Regions from separate parts of the Arabidopsis thaliana genome. Here all the other regions are linked to region 1. Evidence: chromatin contacts called from public capture Hi-C data. All regions are on one chromosome and are shown on one strand. The core of a region is the stretch at or near the end of the contact, and the rest is flanking DNA. Distances in the headings are between cores, read along the strand shown.

Evidence for each region. Capture Hi-C pulls out chosen DNA fragments and counts their contacts.
Region 2: a capture Hi-C map of root shows a contact between it and region 1, with 2.5 times the contacts expected there. The contact joins the promoter of AT5G27950 here to the promoter of AT5G27889 in region 1. A contact is called at or near these places in 4 of 26 Hi-C or Micro-C datasets (callus, root and seed embryo) and 2 of 3 other capture datasets (root and shoot).
Region 3: a capture Hi-C map of shoot shows a contact between it and region 1, with 2.1 times the contacts expected there. The contact joins the promoter of AT5G27970 here to the promoter of AT5G27889 in region 1. A contact is called at or near these places in 2 of 26 Hi-C or Micro-C datasets (root and seed embryo) and 2 of 3 other capture datasets (root and shoot).

Annotation. Positions count from the first base shown.
Region 1 is chr5:9,901,805-9,905,901 of TAIR10.1, forward strand. AT5G27889 reads left to right here and starts at 1,633. Exons shown (of 1, transcript NM_001125816.1): 1 at 1,633-1,794. The coding sequence starts at 1,633. The coding sequence ends at 1,794. AT5G27890 reads left to right here and starts at 1,836. Exons shown (of 6, transcript NM_122671.7): 1 at 1,836-2,127; 2 at 2,243-2,404; 3 at 2,583-2,654; 4 at 2,765-3,001; 5 at 3,204-3,325; 6 at 3,412-4,097. The coding sequence starts at 1,836. The coding sequence ends at 3,543.
Region 2 is chr5:9,981,648-9,985,492 of TAIR10.1, forward strand. AT5G27950 (P-loop containing nucleoside triphosphate hydrolases superfamily protein) reads left to right here and starts at 2,399. Exons shown (of 10, transcript NM_122678.3): 1 at 2,399-3,274; 2 at 3,355-3,438; 3 at 3,526-3,687; 4 at 3,806-3,845. The coding sequence starts at 3,127. It also overlaps the pseudogene AT5G27947.
Region 3 is chr5:10,002,365-10,006,693 of TAIR10.1, forward strand. It overlaps AT5G27970 (ARM repeat superfamily protein), which reads left to right and starts at 2,047. Exons shown (of 44, transcript NM_001344049.1): 1 at 2,047-2,460; 2 at 2,706-2,891; 3 at 3,019-3,108; 4 at 3,409-3,479; 5 at 3,597-3,752; 6 at 4,023-4,140; 7 at 4,242-4,297. The coding sequence starts at 2,356.

The DNA of each region.
Region 1 (4,097 bases), core at 383-2,882:
TAAAATTAGAAACGACTTGTAGAAGAAAAAATCGAACTTGGTACTTAGACACCAATTTGAAAGACCACTTTTACTCACTATAACAACTTTTTGTCAATTCCATAATTGTTTGTACCGAAGTCGTAACAACGAATAAGTAAAGAATTTTCGGGGAGACGAAATATCTTTTCTTAGCTGACGAACGAGAACGGTAAACAACAGACCGATCGAATAGTTACAAGTAATTTCTATCGATCGGCAACGTAACATGACTCGAATTGAGAACAAAACGAACCGTCAACTGAAACGAACCGAGAACAAAAACAAACCGAGAACAAAACGAACTGAGAACAATAACAAACCGAGAACAAAAACGAACTGAATGACAATGCGTTTTAGTCCAAATATAACTCTGATTCTCTGAGTATCATCTTGTGTGCCACTATTTCGGAAATAGTGCTTTATTTATAGGACAAGCTTTCTGACTTTCTTCGGCAAATTACCGTTTTGCCCTTCAGGTTTAGTGGACTGATTTGGTGGAGAAATTGCTCATTAAACTCTTAAATATTAGTTTGGGCCAAATAATATGGAGAGGGTGAAGCCCATGTCCAACAATAAGCCCCCCCTAGTTCATCAGACGAGAATTTTGTTGAGTCTGGTGAGCGTGTTTCTTGAGTCGGAATATGTCGATTTGGTCTTAAACAGAGATTACGCCGTAAATATATTTTTTTGAATTTTATGCCTTGTGCACGTTTTTCTAGGAGCACGGAACTCTGATGATTTATGTCGTGGATACGCTTTCTCCAGAGTGCATAATTTTTTTCGGTGGACAATATCCCAAGAATTTTTACTGTAGATAATTTCTTCACTATATATATCTCATCCTTTTCACTTCTCACCATTTCACCAAAAGGTAAATCATCTTTTTCTCTCTTCTTTATCTCTTTCTTTCCTTCTTGCGATTGGTTGTGGTTCGTTTCCTCCTTAGTTCGGCGAAGCTTGATTCAAACTGTGGTTCAGCTTGAATTTCGGATTTGGTGTGATTTGTTGAGACATTGATTTGATGAGGCTGGTTTGGCAAAGCGTTGGTTTGCAGCGGCTGGTTCGTTGAGATGGAGACTTTGATTTGGAGGTTCAATTGCCGTTCGGTTTGAAGAGGAGGAGCTTCGTTCGGTTTACAGCGGCTTGGTTCGGTGAAATCCTTGTTCAGCGAGGAGAAGAAGCGTGCGGATCGGTTCGGCGAGAGGGAGAAGCTTGAATCGGTGAGGAGCTTGCTTGGTGATCTTTAGTTCGGGCCTAAGGTCTTGGTTTGGCGAGAAGGAGAAGTTTGCGGTTCGATCGGGGAGCTTGTATCGGCTAGTTCGGTGAGAAGAGGAGAAAGAGCTGGTTCGGTTCGGCGAGAAGGGGGAACTTGAATTGGCGGCAAAATTTGACAATCTATTTGGACTCTCTTGGTTCGGTGATAAGAGGAGGAGTAAGCCTGGTTAAGAGGAGGAGGAGGAAGCTTGGTTCGGTGAGAAGTGAGAAGAAGGAACCGGTTTGGTGAGAAGAGGAAGAAACCTACCGGTTCAGCCAAAGAAGAAGGAAACCGGTTCGGTGAGAGGAAGAGATTTGCGGTTCGGTTTGGTAGGACAACCGGTCTGGTTTGGGACGATGGACCGTAGTTGGTTTGATTTGAATGGTTATGGAACTAACCAAGATGCTTATCACGTGATAAATGACGGTTTGTCGATTGAAGATTTTGAAGGGCGTGATTTAGCTGGTTTTCTGGCGAAGTTGATGATGGGAATTTGGGAGACATTGAGGCTTTTTTAAATGTAAATCATGCGGTTATAAGTCATGGTATCGTAAAGACTATGAGTCAGCTTGAAGATTACCGTAGAGAAATGGAGTCTAGAGAGGTTGATGAAGATGACATCGTCGTTAACGCTCAACATAGATCTATTGTCGCGGGACTTCGTTCTCTAAGATGGGCTCCTATTGGTGATGAGTCCATGATCGTTCCTGATCCGCGGGATGACGGACCAACGTTACGCAATAGAAAGAGATTGACTAACTTGATTGACCAATCCATTTTTCCCAAAGGTTTGACAGTAGTGGTACCAAAACCGCATCAACGTCCTTGGAGACCTCCTCAGGGATTCTTCTGTATGTATGAAGATTATTTTACAGATGTTGGGCTTCGCTTTCTTCTCCCCGATTTTCTCGTGCGATATTGTCTTCGATGGAAGATTGCGTTTTCTCTAACTCGCTCTTGCTGCAGTTCGCTATGCAGTTGGCTTGATGATGTTGGGAGCCGACTGTGGAGTTGAGATCGATGCGGACATTTTCGAAGAGGCTACGACCTTTGCTGTTCCAAAAGATAATCCGGGATTATGTCGAGTGAATGCCAGACCTTACCATAAGGTCGTTAAAGGGATGAAGAGTAAAGTTCAGGATTGGCGGCACTACTACATTTTCGTGGAGTTATCCGAGATTTATGTTTCGGATCGTGACGTTTTTTTTATTTCCGAGTGGAATATGTTTCACGTTAGATCTTTTTAGTTATGCTCATGGGACTGTTGTGAATGCTACTTTCTTACCGCATTTTTGTTTGTTCGCAGCGCATGATTTTCGACCTAGAGGAGCATTTGGAGGGATATCAGCGAGCCTTGCTGCTGTTAGGACGAGAGATCGTTTGCATTGGCCAGACGTTATCGACTCATTTGATTTTGTAAGTTCATTGAAAATCTTGTTCGTTAGTCCGATTGTCTTGATACGTTTTTTTATGGAGACTGAATTGCAGATTCGCCGTCAAGTTCAGAGATGGGAAAAGCTAGTCGCCAGATTCCGATTTACGTCGATACGTTCGGAGAAGATAGTTCGGTAGAGACGGATGTCAATGTATCCGCCGTTGTAACCGAACAACAACAGGTGGTGACAAAGGTTTCAGAGAGTGGTGTGATCGAGACTAACCGCCGGGCTGCTAGCGAGGATAGGATGACGCGACTTTCAGATGCTCAAGCTAGGAAGAAAGCTTCAGGTTCTGTTAGTGAGGATAGGGCGAGGCAGCTTTAGAACGTTCGTGCCGGGAAGAAAGCTTCGGGTTCTGTTAGTAAAGATAGAGCTATTTTCCGTGAGCCATCGAGTGTTGACGTTTCCTCGCGGAGGCTCTACTCAAGATATTCGGGAGGTCGATCACTCCTTTTCTTTCAATTATGATAGAAAAGGTTATCCATTTCCAGACAGCAGAAGTTATTGCGGCGAGTTTGCTAGAAAAGTTATCGGGTCGTCTCGTGAGTTCCCTCCCGTTGAATCCCCTATAGCAAAAAATCTCTACCAAATTTGGGCTTGTAAGGAGGTTCAGGTATGTTTATCCTATGTTTCTCGCTTTGTCGCGTTTATCGTGTTCTGTTATGATAACTTTTTGTTCTCTTTTTTATCTGTTATCAGTCGATTACCACCGGAAATGCATTATACAATTTTCTCGAGGAACAGGCGAGAGAGGTGAGGGAGGAAACGGTGGCCGTTCAGAAAAACGAAAGACCGCGGAATTTATTGCAGCAACTCGTTTGTGTAACTTGAACTCACAGAGCTCTTGGAAAGTCTCAAAAAGTCGGATAATTTTAGTCGAGCTGAGCAATCAAGGTTGAGAAGTTCCCTTGACGATGCTCTTCGTACTGCTCGTTCCGAATGGAGCCGCTTTAAAGATGATGTTGCTATTTATAAAGCCAGGATCGATCGGCTAAAGAAGCATATGCTTGACAAACGTGTTGCAGACGAATCTCTTTTCATGCAATGCCAAGCCGTAGGTTCTCGGAAACTCTTGAAGAAATTGATCAAAAACGGTACCGCAATCCTAAGGGAGACTATGTGCGAGCTTAAGGTTGACAAAAACAATTGGCGCGAAGTGGTCGATGCTCTTGAGATTACCGATCTTCTTGATGATGACCTCGTGGCCTTTCCAGAGTTTGAGGACGAGGCATCGATGACGACAGCTGAGGGCGAAGCAAGGATTGGTGGTACTTAGGTCGTTGTGACCTTCCAAAGTGGCATGAGGATGGGGGTCGCTTTTATGCTATTTGTTTTATCTCTTTCGGTATCGTAAACTTTGTTCGGCATTTTTTTTTGTTATAGAT
Region 2 (3,845 bases), core at 1,149-3,648, 81 kb after region 1:
AAAGGTTTTCAACAAGATTCTGAAACTTGATGAATATTGAGCAAAAATCTGATTTCCTCTTTAATGGATAGAACCAACAGAATCTTGATAGATTATCGATGAAGATTACATAGTACTGAAAACCTTGAACAGAAGAAACAGGAGCTGGACCCCAAAGATCACAGTGAACTCTCTCTAGGGGTCTTGAAGCATTAAAGCCAACTGACCATTATTGGTGATGTGAGCTGTTGCTGCAGAGTCAGGAACCCAAGCACCATCATCAGTAAAATCAGTAATGTGCAAAGCAGAGAACGTAGCAGCAGCAGCTTCAGAATGCTGATAGCTTTCATCGAAGCGATACCAACATTGAAGAGCAGGATGTCCTCTTTTGCCACAGATCTGACAAGTTGGTCTTTCACTAGGAGAGGAAGACTGAGAACCTGAAGAGGGAAACTGTTGCTGAAAACCTCGACCTCTGGTTGAGTAGTTTCTGCGTCCTCTTCCTTTTGATCCTTTGCCTCGACCTTGATTGTTGAATGTACCAAAAGCAAGATGCGGAGAAACGTCCGTTGTGTTGTAGCTTTGCATCCTATCATCAAAGCCTTTGAGACGATGCATGATTTCAGCGTAGGTTGGGCCAGGAAAGGTATCTAAGGTATTCTCAAGCGAAGTGATGAGAGGTTCATATTCACGGGTTAAACCATGAACCATTGCAAAAATTTTCATCTTCTCTGTAACAAGACTCCCAACTGAAGCAAGCTGGTCACAAATAGTCTTGAGACAACGCAAATATTCATCCATGGTTTTTCCTTCTTTTGACAAACCATGGAGACGGCGCTGAAGCTCAAAGACACGAGATGCAGAGATTCGATTGAAATGACCAACAAGATTTAGCCATACCTCTTGAGATGTTTTAGATCCAACAACCACACTGAGAATGTCTTCAGAAAGCGAACCCAGAAGCCACGCCTTGACAACTTGATCTGAACGGTGCCAAGCTTCGTAGTCTGGATTTGCAACTGTATTTGTGTGACCTTCAATGTGAGGAACCGGAATGGTGCTTGCTAGAACAGAGATGCTACCGGTGACAAAACCAAAAAGACCTTGACCAGAGAGAAACGATTCAAACTGTGATTTCCACAGTAAGTAGTTGCGATCTATAAGAGTTACAGTAACGCAATTTGAGATGTTTAGTGGAGGACATGAGTAAACTTCCATGGATTTGTCCATGGCTATGATACCATGAAGATATGAAGCTTAGATGGAAAAATCTTTCTTTTGATTTTATTTCATTCAGCCTATTTTGTGATTACAACGATACATTGGTTTTATAGTTTCTATTTCTTAACCTAATGTATCCTTGATTTGCTTAGCTGTCTATTGATAATCACGTGGCATAGCTATCATCACACAATCTGAGAGCGTCGTAACGGTTCCTTGTCGTCACTTCCGTATCTGATGATACAGATTGCTCTGCTGATCTTCTGTATTTGTCGCTTGTTGCAGGTAGCCGTTGTATGGAGATGAGCTTTGGTGAAGACCGAATCGCATTGGGCTTCTGTATCTTTTGGCCCATTTGCAAAGATCTATCGTTTTGAGCTGTGATTTTATTTGAGTATCATAAACCCAAAAATCATACAAGTATAATACAAAATCTCCAACAATAAACAAGTTTGAATATTAATTTTTAATATTCGGGATCCGTTTATTTTTGGGAACAAATTCAATTTCCTATTTCACCAACCAGATTGAATTCACCACCAAAAGAGATCGACGTGTGCCCGACATCAGACTTTGCAAGGCACATACCACCAAGATCTCATCTTTAACGGTGTCCAATCTGCTCCTCCTCATTCATCTCCGCCGTCGACACTTTGAATCCCATGTATCATCATTCCCGTAAGTAAACTTCCGTCCATAAATTTACGACGGTGGAACCGAGATGAATATGGTGGGGAGACGGTGATGGAGATTAGATGGAGATGAGATGGAGATAGTGAAGGAAATGGTGATGGAGAAAACATTCACGGCGGCAGAAAAAATATGTTATGAAACCCTAATAGTTAAGTCCCAAACAAACTCAAATTCCATCATTTTGTCGTAGTGGGCTAATATTGGACTATTGGGCTTAACATTGATAATGTGTATTTGATTAAGCCCAGGATACAAATATAATTTAAGCCCATAATACAAATATGTAGACATATTGAACGGATGCGGATATTCGGCTCTGATTTTTTTCATAATCCGGATCCGTATCCGGATCCGCCGGATTCGTAAATGCTTTATCCGTATCCGGATCCGTCGCACCCGGTTATTCGGTTTTCCGGATCAGATCACGGATCCGGATTTGAATACCCGCGGATAACGGATTTTAGTCCCAGGCCTAATATACATGCTCTAATGAAGAAAAATAAAAGGAACAAACTTTTTCTATGCCTTTGAATGGACCTACCATGAACCTGATTCTCTCTTCAATCATTTTTTTTTCTTTCTTTTAGATTGTTTTTGATCCTGAAATGCTCAAAAAGTCGTCGTACTAATCCACTATCGTGTTGGAAGATGAAACAGAGTGAAAGAGACAGAAGAAACAAGAACCATTTGTGAAATCAAGAACCATCATTATTCCATCACCAGACACAGAATTGTTCAATCATTTGACAAAAACCTTCTAATCCATACCCTTTTGTCAAAATCAACACTTGGGTTTTCAATAGTTTATAGCTTTAAACCCATAAGAACGAATCTGGTTCTGTTTCTCTGGTTAATGATTGAGATTCTTCAAAGTTTTGATTTTTTTTGTAGATTGCTTCATCTTCAATTTTCACTTTTCATTTGTATTAAACATTTTCTTGTTCCGAGGGGTTTTCTTGTTTCTGACAAATAAAAAAAAACTTTCCTTTTCTCTCTCTGTTTTGAATTTACATTAATCAATTATCTGTCTCCTGAGGTTTTATGACAACTCAAGTTGTCTTCTTGTTCAAAGTTCTGCAATAAATTATAATAATTGATAAGTTTAGAGTTCTTTTTCCTTTGTTCCTAACTACCATTCTTTACATTGGATACGTTGAGTTTGTTGTCTTTGTCTCCATTCCACTCCCACTTCCACTTTTTTTTTTGTCAGATATTGGATCTCGTTCAGGTCAAATGTTGATTTCAGCTGAAAAAGGAGAGATCTTGATCCCTCAATCTCCACTTAGCTCTGAATCTGTTGTTCCTTTGGTCTATACTGATGTCAATGTTGTTCCTGAACATGAAAGTAATCAGCTTGAGAAGTCAATATCAAACCTTGAAGGTATCTCTTTATTTTGCTTCTTCTCAGTTATTTGATCAATAGGTTTTAAAAAATGAATTTTTGGGTTGGTATTGTTACAGAAGAAGTTTTTGAATTGAAGTTGAAGCTTAAGTCTTTGGATGAAAAGAGAAAGCAAGTTCTGAATAAGATTATAGACACTAAAGGTTTGTTATCACTTATCACATTTTGAAACTTCTTTTGTGGGTTTAGTTTTGATTGTGTTAAGATTAAGGATTTGGCTTAAATTGCAGGAAGTATACGTGTGTTTTGTAGAGTTAGACCATTTCTATTAACGGAAAGGAGACCGATTAGGGAACCTGTTTCGTTTGGACCAGATAATGTTGTTATAAGATCTGCTGGAAGTAGTAAAGAATTTGAGTTTGATAAAGTTTTTCATCAATCAGCAACTCAAGGTTAGTCTACTGTTAGGCTTTAGTGATATCACTTCTTTTGGTTTCTTAGCTTTCTGTTTCCTTCCAGTTGTGAGTAAATGAGGCCTTCTTCTCCTGGTTGAAAAAAAAAACTCTGTAGAAGAAGTTTTCGGAGAAGTGAAACCGATTCTTAGATCTGC
Region 3 (4,329 bases), core at 797-3,296, 100 kb after region 1:
AAATCAAAATCCCAAAACCCCCAAATTCAAATTAAGAACCCTAAAAAGCTGAATTCTTAATTTTGTAATTGAAAACCGGATTTCCAGTTTAGGATGAGCAACCTTTCATCGAGTTCGACGGGATCAACGGGACCACGTGGAAGAGGAAGAGTGGTCGAAGTGCCATCAAGATGATGGTGCGAGGAACTAAATTGGTAGTCAACATAAAATTGAGGATTTAAATCACCAAGTACATAGTTCATGCTTTAAACCAACGAAAATGGTAAACTAATGATTTAAATGACATTTTTCCCAATGTATATATATAATAACTACCCAACACTATGAATCATGATAGTTCCTTTTTTCTTTGATAATATTAAGGACATCAAGGCACTAACAAACATGGCAACCTTATGAAAGTATAAAACAATTTACATAACAAAAAGGTTAAGACCAATTAGTTTAACTAAAAATGAATGTTATCGAATTTACAAAATTATACGTGATTTGAAGTATTCCATTATATACATTTTTTTTGGGACAAATTCCATTACATACATGTTTTTTTTTGGGACAAATTCCATTACATACATGTTTTTTGGGGACAAATTCCATAAACAAAAAATACTTCACTTTTTTTCTCTCTCTCGGGCAACTTTCTAAATCTAGTTTTTTTTTCTTCTTTTTTTTTATTTCTTTTTAATCTTCACTTGAGGTTTACGACTTCAACGGTGAATCAAGGGGGAGCAAGCTTCCTTCTCCAACAACGGTGATGTGTGTTATTCGTCATGTGACGCATCTATGGCTCTTTCATGGCGGTTTGAGAAGCTATGATATCGTTCGCTCTGATTCGAGGACGGAGGTTTCATAGACGAGTGTCTCACGGCTCATCCGCCCTATTGGCCGCTGCGACTAGCGGTGGAAGTTATCCGACGACTTTTTTCGTGCTATGTTTGTCAATCTCCCAAAATATTTCTGTATCTAGATTATTCTTTTTTGGTTCATTATAAATAAATATATTTAATTTTAAACGTTCATAGTGTATTTTAAATTTGGAACCAATAAAATGGGAGAGAAATAACACATGTCAAATAAAGAGATGACATATGTCACAACTTTAGAACATATGTTTTGTGAAAAACTTATTTTATTATATAAGATATGTTGGTTGTAACAAAAAATAAAATAAAAAATTCTACTTCACGGGTTCTCTCCTAGTTTCTTTAATGAGTTATCCGAACCAAATAAAAACTTGATTCGAATCCGGATTTTATTCAATCGAACTGAACTAATCAAAATTTCATCAAAAAGTAATAAATCTTCTTAATATATTTATATCATTGAAACATATTAAAAGTCTATAAAATAATTAGGTTTTTAATAAAGAAATCCAGCCCCAATCCAAAAGAAAAGACCAACTAATTCCTCGCCTTTTGCAATTTCGTATAATTATTTCCCAATTTTTGTGTTTGTTAATTAAATCTCTAAATGTTCGCTGACTTCATAAATTTGGATTACGTAAAAAACGACTTTCATTAGTAAAAAGCTGAAGAAGAGTGGTGAACATATTGTACCACGACCCCTCTTGTTCTACACATCTATCGAAAAGCTTAGAGACTAACAATATTTTATGTAAGAAAGTTGTTTTTTTTTATTCTAGACTTTCACATGATAACAAAAAATATAACATATATCTAGCTAGATATTTACATAATGATTCCATAGTAGAATCATATTTTTGTTTGTGTGAAATGATTGTAATGTTTTCCTCATCTTGAAGATTCAAATCCTTTTTTTCAGAAGTTGTACAAACCACAACCAAATATCTTTATCTTCCACCTCAACCATTGTTTAAAGAATTAGCTACAAACATTTACGGTTATCTTCCACCTCAACCATTGTTAACAGTTAGACTTTTATGAAGTCAACAAATTCTTAAAGACAATTGGCAAACGCAAAATTTAGTCATTTTATCCAAAATTCTAAACTGAAACGGAGCCAAAATAAAATTCAGTTTTATTTGGTGCCTAATTTATAAAATCCAATAATACGTAACCCACAAATCTCGAACCAAACTATACCAAAGAATACCCAAAATTAATATCAGATTTGAGGCACGTGAGATACGCCTGCTAAGATACACACAGCTCGAAATCTGAGTCCTTCTCTTCTTTTTCGCCATCGGAAAGTTCTTACCTTCGATTTCAATTTCTTGCTTTCTTCTCAGTTCGTCACGATCGGAGCTTTTTGTCCGATCTCAAATGCCCAAACTCCTCCATTTAGTTATCTTCCCGGTAGCATCTAAGTAGCTTGAAATCCCTAATATCGGAGTTGCTCTCTCCCAGAAAATCTCGAGAGGTTCAAGTAACGAAAATGGCTTTGGTGGCGGCTTTAGAGGCGGATCTTCGCGCTCTCTCCGCCGAAGCGCGGCGGAGGTATCCCGCCGTGAAAGACGGAGCCGAGCACGCAATCCTAAAGGTTAGGATTTCTCCACAGTAATGTACAAGTGTGTTGTTCGAGCTTGAATTCACTGTAATCATTGAGATTCAAATTGGTGTTTGTTTTAGTTAATTCGCATTATAATTTTCCACTTTAGACTCTAAAATTGAATTGTTGAACTCAGTGAGCTTGGAGAATGGATAGCATTTACATTGTTGGAATCTTTGTTGGAATGTTTCTGGTGAATTGAATTGTTAAATGTGGAGTCATTCTTGCTTTTTCAGCTTCGGTCGTCATCGAGTGCCAGTGATCTTTCAAGCAATGAAGACATTCTTCGGATATTTCTGATGGCGTGTGGAGTCAGGAATACAAAGCTTAGTGTTATAGGACTTTCCTGCTTGCAGAAGCTTATATCTCATGATGCAGTTGAACCATCATCTCTAAAGGAGATACTTTATACATTGAAAGATGTAAGTTGGGGTTTCTGTACCTCTCTGCATTATATTAGATAGTAATATAAAGCTATCCTTCGTCTTCTTCTTTTTTATTTGAGTTAAGGCAAAACAGCTATCTGACGCCGTGTTTCCTTACTTGCAGCATTCAGAAATGGCAGAAGAAAATATTCAACTAAAGACTCTACAAACTATTCTAATAATATTTCAGTCTCGACTACATCCAGAAACAGAGGTGAATACACCAAGCTTGATCTAGTAAGAATGGAAGTCTAACACAAAACTGCTGGTAGTCGAAGTTGGAAATTTAACAAAACATCAATCCTGATCCTGGTCTTTAACGTAAACAAAACTTAAAATAGTTTTATGCATATAACAATAGAATGCAGATGTCAGGAATTTTTTTTTTTTTTTGGAGTGACCCATCAAATAAGACCACTAAACCAAACTGTCCTGTACTAATGTAAAATCATTAGTTCTCCATTGATCTGCTTGCTTGTTGCTTTGATAACTTTAGCTTCTTTCTTAATTCCAGGATAATATGGTCCTAGGACTAAGCATCTGTCTCACGCTTCTTGATAATAACCGTCCTCCTAGTGTTTACAAGTACGTTGCTTTTATAAAAACCTTACCTCATTTCTCCTATATTATTATTTTCTTTTACTTTTTTGTTTTACTTTGTCAAAAATAAAATTTATGGTTTTGTTTTTTTTGGTCTCCTAGTACTGCTGCAGCTACCTTCAGGCAAGCAGTTGCATTGATTTTTGATCAAGTGGTTTCGGCTGAGTCCCTTCCTATGCCTAAATTTGGTTCGAGCAGTCAAACAGCAAGGACTGGATCAGTTACTGGAGATTTGAGTCAGAATATCAATAATTCAGGGTACGTCAGTCCTGATCAATTCTGTCTGTTGTACTCTTTTATCTTAAACTTTGTACTGTCTTTACTGGGTAAATATAGTATTAGAGCTTTGTGGAATTATGGTTATTTTTATACACACTGGGGGATGAAATGATTACATGCCGGTTGATTTGAGCTTTTCCTGATGAAGTGAAAGACATAGGCTCTCCTTTTTGAACTTACGCTTTAGTCAATTGGAACCTTGGCATTTGGTATTATTTATTTGATAGACTAATAGAATTATGAAAGCAGGCCCTTGGAGAAGGATGTTATCGGTGGTCGATTGACAATAAGAGACACCCTGAGTGAAACCGGTAAACTTGGTCTGCGGTTGCTTGAGGACCTGACAGCCTCAGCTGCAGGTGGATCTGTATGTGTTACACTATATTGATTTTGGTGCTGTATCTTTTCTCCAGCTAAGTATCGTTAAAGGGATATCACCGAATTAATTGTTATATTCATGCTTTACAGGCAGCTTGGTTGCATGTTACTTCTCTTCCAAGGACGTTTTCCCTCGAACTAATTGAGTGAGTTGGCAAGGCTTTTTAAACTCTAGTTG